3 separate regions of the Danio rerio genome follow, and all the other regions are linked to region 1. The links are chromatin contacts, called in public HiCAR-type and Micro-C maps. All regions are on one chromosome and are shown on one strand. The core of a region is the stretch at or near the end of the contact, and the rest is flanking DNA. Distances in the headings are between cores, read along the strand shown. Region 1 overlaps maml3 (mastermind-like transcriptional coactivator 3). Region 2 holds the start of maml3 (mastermind-like transcriptional coactivator 3). Region 3 holds the start of scoca (short coiled-coil protein a).

Region 1 (4,303 bases), core at 1,187-3,686:
TGCTTGACCTCTTGTGCAAGTTGGGGGTGGGACTATCTGTATGCATGACCACTGGTGCAAGTTGGGGGTGGGACTATCTGTATGCATGACCACTGGTGTAAGTTGGGGGTGGGACTATCTGTATGCCTGACCACTGGTGTAAGTTGGGGGTGGGACTATCTTTATGCCTGAGCACTCATGTAAGTTGGGGGTGGGACTATCTGTATGCCTGACCACTGGTGTAAGTTGGGGGTGGGACTATCTTTATGCCTGACCACTGGTGTAAGTTGGGGGTGGGACTATCTATATGCCTGACGAATAATGCAAGTTGAGGGTTGGACTATCTGTGTTGTTGACTAATAGTGTAAGTTGAGGGTGGAACTTTCCGTGTATCTGACCAATGGTGTGAATTGAGCGTGGAACTATTTGTATGCCTGACCACTGGTGTAAGTTGTGGGTGGGATTATCTGTATTCCTGACCACTGGTGTAAAATGGGGGTGGGACTATCTGTATGCCTGACCTGTAATGTAAGTTGAGGGGGGACTACCTGTGTGTCTGACCAATGGTATAAATTGAGTGTAGCACTATCTGTATGCCTGACCACTGGTGTAAGTTGGAAGTGGGACTATTTGTAAGCTTGACCTCTTGTGCAAGTTGGGGGTGGGACTATCTGTATGCCTGACCACTGGTGTAAGTTAAGGGTGGGACTACCTGTATGCCAGACCACTGGTGTAAGTTGGGGGTGGGACTATCTGTATGCCTGACAAATAATGCAAGTTGAGGGTTGGACTATCTGTGTTGTTGACTAATAGTGTAAGTTAAGGGTGGAACTTTCTGTGTATCTGACCAATGGTGTGAATTGAGCATGGAGCTATTTGTATGCCTGATGACTGGTGTAAGTTGGGGGTGGGACTAGCTTTGTACCTGTCAAATAGTGTGTGTTTAGGGTGGGACTATCTGTTTATCTGGCCAATGGTGTGAATTGAGTGTGGAACTGTTTGTATTCCTAACCACTGGTGTAAATTGGTGGTGGAATTATCTGTATGCCTGACCAGTAGTGTAAGTTGAGGGTGGGAGCATCTGTGTACCTGACCAATAATGTAATTTCTGGTGGGACTATCTGTGTACCTGACTAATTGTATAAATTGAGTGTAGCACTTTCTTTATGCCTTATTGACCACTGACCCTGTCCCCTGACCACTGGTGTAAGTTGGGGGTGGGACTATCTGTATGCCTGACCACTGGTGTAAGTTGGGGGTGGGACTATGTCTACCTGACCAATAGTGTTAGTTGAGGGTGGGACTAACTGTGTACCTGACCAGTAGTGCAAGTTGAGGGTGGGACTATCTGTGTATCTGACCGATAGTATTAATTGAGGGTGGAACCATCTGTATGCCTAACCATTGGTGTACGTTGGGGGTGGGGTTATCTGTGTGAATGACCACTGGTGAAAGTTACCTACTATCAGTGTGCCTAACCAGTGGTGTGGGTTTAGGGGTGAGACTTTTTGTGTGAACTCCCACCAGGTGTTGAGGAAACCTGTTTTCATTGACACGGCTGTATGGAGTACTGTAGAAACCTGTTTGGAAACAGACCCTATGACCACCAAGTAATGTTGGTGTTGCTAGTGATGCAGAATATACACAGCACCTTTCAAAAACACTTTCAAGATCAATAATCATTCCGTAGACATTCTTTTTTCATATTGTGACACAGAACATTGCATTTGCATTGAGTTGTTTTCAACTGTCTTTAAGATTGAGCTAATAGTTTAAGATGAAAATGTGCAAGTAAGGAACACGAGTGGTTCACACGTGTGAATGAAGGGAAAAGGATGAAGATGGAATCGGCGATGGAGACAGAAAAAGGAGGAAGAAAGGATAAAAGAGAGAGACTTAATTTACGCTGCGCTCTCTCTCTCTCTCGGCTGCTGCCCGCTGTCGTCCATCATGGCTCCTATGAGCACCATCTGCTCAACATTATAGCCACTGTTGCCTGGCTACCTGCTCTCTCTCTCTATCTGTCAGTCTCTCTTTCCTGTTTTTTCTCTCCCTCTCTCTCTTTAATGTTTTTTTTTCTGTCATTTGAGTCCTTTTCTCTCACCCCTCATCTCTCTCTTTCCATGCTCGGCTGAGGAGTCTTTGGCTCACACACATTATCCGGCAGGAAGAAGGAGACACATCTTTTACACCACTCATGATTAAGCCATCTGCAGAGAGAGCTGAAGGGAGAGGGGGGGATGAGGGGGACCGTAATGAAAAAGAGTATGTAAGGCGGTGAGGGTGAAAGAGAAGAAAAAGAGAGGAGGTAAAGGGAAATCTGGAGGAAGGAGGGAAAGACGGAGAACGGAATGGAGACATGGGCACAGAGGTGGAAGAAATAGAGATAGATGACAACTCGAAAAGAGGGAGTGAGAGAAAGACAAGGAAAGGAATGGGGAAAAAAAGATCAACACTGCCCCCCTCTGGCCTGTCCAGCTTCTACACTGATACGTACGTGCCGATCGGCTCTCGTTTGGACAGCATGACTGGTTAACAGAAGAGATCCAGCTGTCTACACACAGATTTGTGCTCATTGACCGGTCTGGTCTAGATTTATCTGAACAGTCTCCTGTGGCGTGCGCATGTTTGGGCTTCATTATTTATGCTGTTGTAAAAGCCTCGTGGAGTGCTTCAAATAAAATGATTGCCTCAGATTGAAGTCATGGCCTTTCGGTTAGTGATTGTGCTGTGGGGTGCTTGTACGGAGGATATGAGTTTGAGTTCAGTTTGCCCCATCCCATCCTCCTTTAACTTTAACTCACTGTTCTCTTGTTCTCTTGTTTCTGGTTGTCTTTGTCCATAAACATGTCCTTGTTGTGTCTTGATTGTTTTGAATCTTAGTTTAAATAGTCTCAGACAAGACTATTTGTTTAGGTCAGTGGTCTCAAACTCAATTCCTAGAGGGCCACAACTCTGCAGATTTCAGCTCCAATCACCTGCAAATCACACCTGCTTAAAAGTCCCACATAGTCTTGAACACCTTGATTTTTTTTAGATAAGCTGTATTCGATTGGGGTTGGACCAAAACTGCAGAGCTGCGGCCCTCCAGGAATTGACATTGAGACCTATGTTTTAGGTCATTTTAGATCATCTTGACCACCATTAATAGGGTATTTCTTTCTAACTCACCAACACAAGAAAGAGGTCTCCACAGCATTTGGAAACTTTGATAAATGATTACTAAATTTACGTTATGACATTACAAAATAGTATTTTTATTTATTTGGGTTTTACAGTCATCGTTGAATAGAAAATATTTGTAAAAATCTAAAAATGGAAAGGACACATGGTGTTGTTTTATTTAAATGTGTAACCGAAAATTATTCTATTTAAAAAATTATGAAAAACAGTAATCTTGTTAAATATTTTTACCGTTTGAAGTTGTTTTTCCTATTTTATTATATATTTTCTTCCTTTTTTCATATATTTTTAAGTTTAAAGTCTGATTGTTTGAAGTGTTTTAACATTATAGGTCTTGATTGTCATGTTTGATCTATTTAATTTAGTCATTCTAAATAAAAACAAATTCATTACAATACTATAATGGCCCCAAATTTTAAACAGCACTACATTATGAGTTTATCAGTTAAACTAGTTGCTTGTGGTTGGTTCACCTGATGACAGTTCCCCCTGAAAATATGTGTTATCGCATACAAGAAGCAATAAAAACGTTATTGTGTATCAATAATTGGTTCAATAGATTGTCAGTTATTATATCTGTATTCTTAACCAATGGTGTAAGCTTAGTGGAAGGACTTTTTGTGTGGATTCCCACCGAGTGTTCAGGAAACCTGTTTGCATTAACAGATGCTGTATGGAGGGAGGTGTTATAGAAACCTGTTTGGAAACAGACTCTGCAACCACCAAATAATGGACTGCTCTATAATTGATATTCACTCTACTTGCTCTTGTAGGAAGTAGTTGGACTGCCACGACAAGCCGGTGGAGTTCAGCCACCTCATGGAGGACCAGGAGGTGTGGCCCCAGCAGGGCCTAATGGGGCGGGGCCTGGCGGTTATCTGCCCAATCCACAGCAGCAACAGCAGGCGGCCATGATGAAGCAGATGATGGCGATGGAGCAGGAGAAGAGGGTCCAGCTTCATCTGATGGAGCAGCAGCAGAAAGCGCAGCTAATGAGAGAACAGAGACAGCAGCAGCAGCAGCAACACATGCTGGCAGAACAGGTGAGCGACAGCGCTGGATTCTCTTTCTACTTCACATTTCTCTGTAAGAAATAACGCTTCTTGTGTGCTGGAGCAGCTCTCGATCTTCTGTCCGTTTT
Region 2 (4,505 bases), core at 1,692-4,191, 180 kb before region 1:
CAAAAATAGACACTGAAGTATTTTGATGCAAAATATAAAGACATTTTCATAAACCCTATCAAATACAAAATACGTATTTGAAGTGCATGTATCATAAATACTGCCCATCCCTGCATACACTCTCATTTGCACACACTATGGCCAATTTAGTTTATTTAATTCACCTATAGCGCATGTCTTTGGACTGACTGAGTATCCACAGCACCCAGAGGAAGCCCACGCCAACATGGGGAGAACACGCAAACTCCACACAGAAATGCCTACTGACCCAGCCAGGACTCCAACCAGAGGCCTTCTTGCAGTGTGGCGACAGTGCTAACCACTGAGCCTCACCCCAACATTTCAAAAATAAACTGAAATTGTTTTGTATTGATCATTAGCTGATAAAACTATCTGAAAATGATTGTAATGATATCGTTTGCCAGTGATTGAAATCAGTGACTTCTATTCTTTATATTTATGATTTAAAAAATATATATATTATCAGTATAGTTGATGCTAACGCTGTTCGTATTTAATTAATGTTCTTCAGGCAGTTTAAATCCTATACAGCTAATTTAACCATCCTCAGATTGTTGACACCATCTCAGCTTACCTGCTAATTTGAAAATTTCAAAGACAGCCTTTCTGCCACTTTATTATACACAATTAAAACAGGAAAAAGGCTGATCTCCATAGCCAGAGAAACTGCTTCAAAATAGTCCCAGTAAAATACAGGGTGTTAACTAACGTTTGGCCTTCATTATAACTGTGTATATGTGTATGTGCTAGAGAAAGAGAGAAAGAGTGAGAGAGAGAGAGAGAGAGAGAGAGAGAGAGAGAGAGAGAGAGAGAGAGAGAGAGAGAGAGAGAGAGAGAGAGTAAGAATGAATGTGTTTGCAATCCGTTTTAGCCACACTCAGCAAACCAGACTGGGCAGCAGCACTTTTTCACAATTACACACACACACACACACACACACACACACACACACACACACACACACACACACACACACACACACACATACACTTACAAAACCGGCCAATCCCCTCATCATCATTTAGTGAGTGCAGTCAGTGCTTCGGGGCCTCACCTGATCCTGTTACTTTCTTCTGACAGTGTTAAAGACGTGTGTATTATGCACGCACGCACACAACACACACATACACATAACAACAGTTTGCTTGAGCGCCAATATCTTTAAAGTGAACTCTGAAAGGCAAAAAGCAATTGCTGGTTATAACTGAGAGGATAATCTGTGAAGATAAAGCTATAGTGGACACAAGCAGAAGCATGATACGATACTCACAAAGACCTTTCCTGTATTGCCAAATAGATGGAAAACAGTCTGTTTGGACAATTAACACTTTAGGAAAAGAAAACGGTATAATTAACGTAAAAAGTATTCACAATAGCAGCTAAAATGATTAATTAAACACTTTTTTTAAAATGAAGTTTCTATAAAAGGTTTAACAAATATATAAGTTTTATGCTCCAATACAGTGGTGTGAAAAACACACCAAAACACTGATCAGATCAACATACACTCCCAGAAATAAAGGTACGAGAGCTGTCACTCGGGTGGTTTTTTTATAAAAGCTACACATTTGTACCTGAAGAATGTCTAAATACCTCAAGTGTACATATTAGTAGATAGTACAAAAGTTTACCTCTTAAAATGTTTAGGTAAGCTTTTGGGGTACCAATATGGCCCCTTTAAGTACAAATGAGTGTCTTTTGAAACGGTACCACCCCAGTGACAGCTCTTGTTTTTTCAGAGAGTGTACAATACAGTTTAAAATGATCTAACATTCATTTTAAAGGTTTTCGTTTGCCCTTCTGTTTTCATTTAAATACAAATATATGTGTGTATAAATATTTAATAATAATAAAAACAACCACAGCAACATATTACACAAATATGAATTATTAAAATAGTATATATGATAATATAATCAATTGCATTAATTTACTGCTACTTATAATAAATATATAATTCAAATTAATATTATGCATTGTTATTTATGATAATAATAAACGTTATGGTGGCACAGTGGGTAGCACGATCACCTCACAGCAAGAAGATTGCTGGTTCGAGCCCCGGCTGGGTCAGTTGGCATTTCTTTGTGGAGTTTGCATGTTTTCCCCGTGTTGGCGTGGGTTTCCTCCGGGTGCTCCGGTTTCCCAGACAGTCCAAAGACATGCACTATAGGTGAATTTAACAGGCTAGATTGACAGTATATTGAATAAGTGTGTATGCAAGAGTGTATGGGTGTTTTCCAGTGTTGGTTGCAGCTGGAAGGGCATCCGCTGCGTAAAACAAGTTGGATAAGTTGACAGTTTGTTCCACTGGGGTGACCTCTGATTAATAAAGAGGCTAAGTCATTAAATAACATTTAATGGTGTTTCTCAACCATGCTCCTGGAGGACCACCAGCACTGCATGTTTTGAATGTCTCCTTTGTCTGTCACACCCATTACAGGTCTTTTAGTCTCTGCTAATGAGCTGATGATCTGAATCAGTGTGCAATGTGCAGAGCTGGTGTTCCTCCAGAAACGTGGTTGAGAAACACTGATTTATTAAGAATACTAATAAAACATATAATAATCATAACAATAACAACAATACAAATAATTAATTTTTTATAAACAAAATAATTTTCACTTAAATGTTCATTGTTGTAAATTATATTCTTTGATGCTTTAAATACGTTCACCCCTCATTTCTCCTCAATCCTCCGCCGACAGCGCTTTGTGCTCTCCTCCTCCTCCTCCTCGAGCATCAGCTGCAGTACCGTAACCCGCCGCTAAAGCACCATACCGCTCTGCCGTTTGCCTCCCGTGAAGTGAACGTGACTCCGCGTCCAGAGAGCACTGGAATCCCGTCCGTGTTTTGCGCGAAGCTGACGGCTGCTCTCCGGCTGGTGGCTGCTCTTCGCTCGGCTGTTGTCCTGATATCACTCCGCTAGCATGGAGGAGGGGAGCGCTTGATTATTGTGATGGTGGCAGCTGCCGTACACACTGGCGACTGTAGGATTTCCTCTCCAGCCATCGGGACTTTAACGAACTGCACACCTTGTTCGCGCTCGGGGAGGCTTTCGCCGGCCAAACTAATGAAATGCAAGTTCACGAAACAACTCCGGAGCCTGTTCGCAGCAGACGGCAAAACTTTTTTCAGAAGGACAACACAATAAAACGACGGGCTCGCAGCAGCGGTGCTTGTGCGTGATGGTTGCGAGTAACATCCGGATGTTTGATGGAGCTCCAGTAGCGGCGAGAGAGTAGCAGCCCCGGTCGCCTCCGCGGTCCCGCACTGTTGTCTATTGAATGGTTGACACGGCGATCCTCCCGGAGGAGGGATTTACGCTCGTTTGAACGCTTCTTTCCTCACTATTTCACTGTATCTGGCTCCCTGGCGAAGCGGACTTCTGCCCCGCTTTGGAGAGGGGAGAGAGAGAGAGTCAGGGGGGCTTGACAAAGTTCTTCCCGAATCACAGATGATGGGGGATTTTGCCAGCCCCGCTGCCGTACCGACCGGCGGCGGCATTTGCATTAATAACAGTAACGTGAACTTAAACTCTGCCATTAATGCAGCCAACAGCGGCAGCACCGGCGGCGGTAACATACCGAAGCACAGCACGGTGGTGGAGCGGCTCCGCCAGCGGATCGAGGGCTGTCGGCGGCACCACGTCAACTGCGAGAGCCGATACCAGCAGGCGCACGCCGAGCAGCTGGAGCTGGACCGCCGGGAGACCGTGAGCCTCTACCAGCGGAGTTTAGAGCAGCGGGCCAAGAAATCCAACAACAGCAAACAGCAGAGCAAGCAACAAGAGCCCGACTCCAGCGCGAGCGCCGAGCAGAGGAACAGCACCCTGATCGCGGTGAGTTCAGCTCTCTCCATGGGCTGCCCGACTCCTCTCCTTCTGTGTGTCTGTGTGTGTTTGGACATGAACAGTGTTTGTTTGGGTCATAGACTCGTTGTGATTAAACTTTAGCTCGGCGTTTGTGCTTTTTACACTTTGGTTACTTCAATCAAAGCATAACTTGATTAAACCGTTTGTGAAAGTGCTTCTCGTGACTTTGGAGGCGTTTTACCACTTTTCTGTGCAGCCTTGTTTAAAGTTATGTAGTAGTTGATGATGTCATTTGATCTCCTCCTACTTACTATTTGCAGTTCAGCCGTGTTTCATGTTTGGGAAACATAATTGGGGTTGAAAATCGAGATCAGCTTGCTAGCTACACTGTGCGAATGTGTATTATCGTGTATTGTTTTGCTGAGAAGCGCGACGGTACACATGGCGAGTCGTGCCAGTTTCAGTTTCCTTTTAGGCGCGCTGTTTGAAAAGATGCTAATGTTTTGCGTTTATTTCACATCCCTCTCTTTCTCTCTTCCTGCTAGTTAGGCATGCGTGTGTGTGCAGTGTAACTGTTCGGTGCGATATTTGTTGAAAGAAAAAAAGGAAGGAAACGAATGCACATACATGTTTATCTGCATGCTAAGATCAAGATGCCACCACAGAAAAG
Region 3 (4,881 bases), core at 850-3,349, 220 kb before region 1:
CTGTACACACTTACTGCCTCTTATGGCAAGTGAGCTTTCTGACATGTGTTGACACAACGCCTCTCCATTCATTCCTGTATTTGGACAAGAAAACCACATGCTGCACAGCGCTACAACATTTAGGCGCTTGAGTTATTGTGCTGACTTCAACTGCCATGGGAATATACTGTACTCCTTACACCGCTTTTTAAAAACAAGTGGTTATACGTTCAGGTCTGCTTTATATGTCTTTAACCACTCTGTTTGCCTACTTATGTCAGAAATATTAAATTCTGTGTTATTCTGATGATTTTTTTTGCTTTTAGCATCTAAATGTTAGCCTTAGCATTTAGCCTTAATGTTAGCATTTAGAAAATATTCATTCCAGCTTACTGTTTCTCACTCCCACCAATATGAATCAACTGTTTTGATGACATCAATCTGCACCTTAGCTTCTCTTAAGATCTTCTGTCTAATCAAATGCTCTCCAGAATCTGAAATGTCTTGTCCCTACATGCTAAAGATAAAATCTGTCACTTGTACACATAATGACTACTTGCTGTAAGTGGAATCATGCACTATGAAGGGGACAAATTATTAAGATTATAGTTTATATGGGGCAACGCAGGGGCGCAGTAGGTAGTGCTGTCGCCTCACAGCAAGAAGGTCTCTGGTTCAAGCCTTGGTTGGATAAGTTGCCGTTTCTGTGTGGAGTTGGCATGTTCTCCCTGCGTTCGGGTGGGTTTCCTCCGGGTGGTTCGGTTTCCCCCACAGTCCAAAAACAAACGTTACAGGTTAATTTGGTTGGCTAAATTTTCCGAAGTGTGTGAGTGTGAGTGAGTGTGTGTCGACGTTTCCCGGAGATGGGTTGCGTGCTGGAAAGGCATCCGCTGCGTAAAAACGTGCTGGATAAGTTAGCGGTTCATTCCGCTGATTACTAAAAGGACTAAGGCGAAAAGAAAATGAATGAATGAATAGTTTATATGTTTTCCACTGCTGTGAATTAAGTCGGTTTCTCATTTCACGACCTTTAAAAACAAGATATTAAATCAATATTCACTGATATATTCTCGAACCAGCGACAGCACTACCTATGGCGCCACTGTGTCGCCCATATTTAATTACATAAAATTTTATTTGTTTGACTTTCACTCTACAAAATATGATAGAAAACAGTGTTATGTATAGTTTATAAGTATAATTTATACATCTAAATATTTATTAGGGGCCCCCAGATGTCCTGTGGCCACAAGCGGCCACCTACCTTGCTTATTGGTTTAATCTGCCCCTGTATTTCAAGTATAATAAGGTAAAGTCGGGTGCCACTTGACTAGTTTATTCAGCATCGAACTTTATTGTGTTATAAATGGAATTGTTTATGTTTTTACTGTAATAATTTTATTACTAAATGTTAAAAATTATACTGCATTAGATATTAAATATGATTTAAAGCAAAGTTTTCTCTATTTTGTAACACTACAGAATAAATGAGGAAATTCCCCTTGGCAAATTTAATGTAATAATGTTTGGTATATATACGGCCCACAGACCTCAAAGAAGTTTGGTTTTTGGCCTTTTACAGGAAAAAGTTTGGGCACCCCTGCTTTATATGAACTGAGTTCTCTGTCAAACTATCAGCTGTCCACAGCCCAGTTTTTCATTGGAGAGCATAAGAATTAAGAATTAAATTAATTAAAATGGTCAATAATTCTAGACTTTTACCCAGTTGTGTAAAAACAGTGTACACATTAAGTGCAAAACAAACCTTATGTACACAATGTGTGCAACTTATTATTTTAACTGTTCGTTCAAAGTAGCCAACTTAAAAACCTGTGTGGTTGCAGTAACTACATCACTTACTCGGTTCCTAAAACTGTCATAAAACTGATTTCCGATCAGCTTTTAAACAAATTAACTTAATCACGAGTCTTACCTGAATCATCAGCCAGTGAGATGTTAGTAAAAGTCCCATCATCTTCATCCACGTCGCCCTCCATGACCGACGTGTGCTCAGATATGTGTGTGTACGTGCAGTTAGCAACAACAACCCAACATGATAAAACAGTGAAGAAATATCTGTTAAAAAATCGGTCTTTCCTCTCATGAAGCGGTGTGTGTGTGTGTGTGTTTGCCCGGCCGTACCCTCTCAATTATTCACCATCACCACGGTTACCAGCCGGACCTGTATGGCAACTCAGGTGACAATGGTGGTGCAGAGCAGAGGGCGACGCCTGCTGAGAGATCCAAAGTTCACTGCTTTACTTTCTCAAATTACAGAGAAAGACCCCCGCTTTCACACTCCTTCAAACTCGCGGTTGGTCTCATTTAATTCGGCCTTTAGCGACACATTATCTAAAGGAAGCATCCGATGTCCTCTTAAGAACAAAACTTTAGTACGTTTTACATGGCAATATGGCAAGCCGTTTTTACATTTAATTAATAAATCACACAGGTGGGTTCTATGTTACTAGCATCATAATGGATTTTTGTGTGCTTTTGCTTCCTTTTCATTATGTGAACATAAAACGAAAAGAATTTGCATCTAAAATTGTATACTTCCATACTAGTATATTAAAAACAGTATGCGAGCTGAGTAGGCCATGTCCAAATTTTTAGTATTCGAAAAAAAAAAACTGGTAATGACCTACCTGGATACCCAGTACCTGGATGACCTATGGCTTCCGGCGAGATTCTGAAATGCATACAATGGATGCTACACTATCCCATGGGAGTGAACTGACGCAACTCATGGGGTTGGTCATGTGAGAATGACAAATGGTGGATGTAGTAAGTCTGTGTTCGATTCATATTACTCACATTAATGCTATATTGAGCGCATTTTTCTAACAATCTTATAGTCAATTCAAGCTTTAGTAGTAGGCAATTACTAATAGTGAGCAAGACACCACCTGTGTGTCCAACAAGTGGTTTGTTCAGCTCACTCACACGTGTGAAGCAAACTTAAGCGGGTCGCACACCAGAAGCGCCGCTCGGCACCGCGACACAGCGCGCACATGACAGTTTAAAGTACAGCACACCAGACGCGCACATTCGAATGATATTTAACATGAAACTAATCAGATGGCGCTCTGTGGCGCGGCTGAAAAATGAACTGCGTCCTGAGCCATGGCCGGGCGCCGCCGACAGCCAGCGACTTGCGGCGCCGGTGTGTGTATCCTGATAGAATCCTATGTTTAGAATTCTAAAATGCATGGCGCTGGCCGCCGAGCGGCGCTTTTGGTGTGCAACCTGCTTTAGATTTGCATTGTTTTGAAGTTTATTACATACAAGTATACAGGGCTTATAGTGAAGTGCTGTGCAGGTAAACCTCACTCCTCTGACCTCTTGAAGGTGCTCTAGCGACAGACGCTAGACGCCATGGCCATGTTAGAGCAACTGACTCCCATGCAGAAGGTCGTCGGTTCAGTCCCAGCTTGTAGTCGGTTGGGTGGTGCAGGATTCCAATGGGGTAACACACGCGCTGCAGGGGCCCCGGAGTTATGTTGTTTGCCCACCCCAACAAGATCCAACCCCTGGTCTTAACCTACATGGTAATTCGAACATAGGCTCATTCTGGAAATCTCTGAGAGATCGCAAATTATGTGGCCAGTCAGTCAGTAAGACAGTTAGTCGACAGCAGCCTCTGGTGGATTTAGAAGAGAACAGCAGGCATGAATGGCACGAGCGAGAGAAATATAAAGAGCCCCTATTATACATGAAATAGGGTCATATTTTGGTTTTAAGGGTCTCCAACAAAAGTCTAATATGCATGCAAGGTCAAAAACACTTTTATGGTCTTATAATCTGCATTTATTTTTACCTAATTATCCCAGCGACTCCCATATGAATCGTTCAGTGATTCATTTGTTCCCAAACCCCTCCTTAGCGCAAAGCTAATCTGCGCTGATTGAACTGATGACAGCCTGCTGCGAGTGGTCGACACTGACTGCCTTCAGCGCGAGACAGAGTGAAATGCCCTGCAGCTAATCAACAATATAAAAGCGGTCACAGTGCATACATGCTTCATAGTGTAAGGCGTGGAGTTTAGCTGCCAGGGGATGAATGTAAATAGAGACAATGGACTTGAAAATACAGACGACTAACTATTTTATTTAGCAAAAACTCCAAGAACTGGCAAGGAGATCTCCTAGCTTGTCACACTCCACCTGCTCTTTTCACACACACACAGACACATTACCCTCCTTGGAGGAGGTCCGTAAGCAAAGCGGCACGCGGCAAGTTTTCAACGTGGCTTTACACGCGATATGAGAATATAAAGAGTTAACCTGATACAGTACGCGCAGTTACAAGTGGCAAATCACATCTAAATACATTTGCAAGCTAGAGTAAGTGAGGCAACAACTTTAATCACGCGTACTTACACTTGTGAAATGGAGGAAGAAACCGATCCATGTTCTGATATAGTTCATCAGCACTCTTTACGGATCCTTCCTTTAACAAACTGCAGATGAAGTCTTCTTTGTAAGCATGTAGTGCTTACAAAAAACTGCTCAAGGCTGTGTGTATGTGTGTTTGTGGCTTGTTTTCTGTGTTAGAGGGTGGGCCCGCAGGTTTAAAATCTCCCGGGTATGTACGCGCAATAACTTGTGTTTCGTAGATACGTCATCGCGAAACACCTAATGACTATAAAAAAGCGATCTTTTTATCTGTTTTCTAAAAAAACACTATCTGTTTAGTAAATATGAGTAACTAGCATAAAATGATTAAGTAGTACTTAACGAATAATAATTAGTATATATATATATATAATGCAGTATCTAACCAGTAAGTAAGTGCTACTAAACTAGCATAAAGTACTAAGTAGCATAAAATGTAGTACAATGAAAATGAATAGTGTGGTTTATAGATTAAGTGTTGAAATGGCTTGCCATACACTGACTT

The links. A called contact is a pair of places that touch in the nucleus more often than the background predicts. HiCAR-type assays count read pairs that join an accessible place to other places.
Region 2: a contact with region 1 is called in a Micro-C map of caudal fin, with 9 times the contacts expected there. The contact joins the promoter of maml3 here to the enhancer-like site in region 1. A contact is called at or near these places in 5 of 18 Hi-C or Micro-C datasets (caudal fin, embryo, hematopoietic stem cells and 2 more) and 3 of 4 datasets of contacts at active chromatin or transcription factors (caudal fin, gastrula embryo and pancreas).
Region 3: a contact with region 1 is called in a HiCAR-type map of caudal fin, with 8 times the contacts expected there. The contact joins the promoter of scoca here to the enhancer-like site in region 1. A contact is called at or near these places in 5 of 18 Hi-C or Micro-C datasets (caudal fin, embryo, fibroblasts and 1 more) and 2 of 4 datasets of contacts at active chromatin or transcription factors (caudal fin and embryo).

What each region holds. Positions count from the first base shown.
Region 1 is chr1:43,441,549-43,445,851 of GRCz12tu, reverse strand. It overlaps maml3 (mastermind-like transcriptional coactivator 3), which reads left to right. Exons shown (of 6, transcript XR_012407336.1): 3 at 3,936-4,205. Among named protein-coding and RNA genes, the nearest start is that of vwa10.2, 35 kb to the right of the region's middle. Within about 2 kb of position 2,436, at least 16 of the 62 cell types and tissues checked have an H3K27ac peak or open chromatin away from gene starts, as enhancers often do. A contact at or near this core is called in caudal fin, where this site is marked.
Region 2 is chr1:43,619,467-43,623,971 of GRCz12tu, reverse strand. It overlaps maml3 (mastermind-like transcriptional coactivator 3), which reads left to right and starts at 2,941. Exons shown (of 6, transcript XR_012407336.1): 1 at 2,941-3,862.
Region 3 is chr1:43,661,353-43,666,233 of GRCz12tu, reverse strand. It overlaps scoca (short coiled-coil protein a), which reads right to left and starts at 2,099. Exons shown (of 4, transcript NM_001077559.1): 1 at 1,913-2,099. The coding sequence starts at 1,976.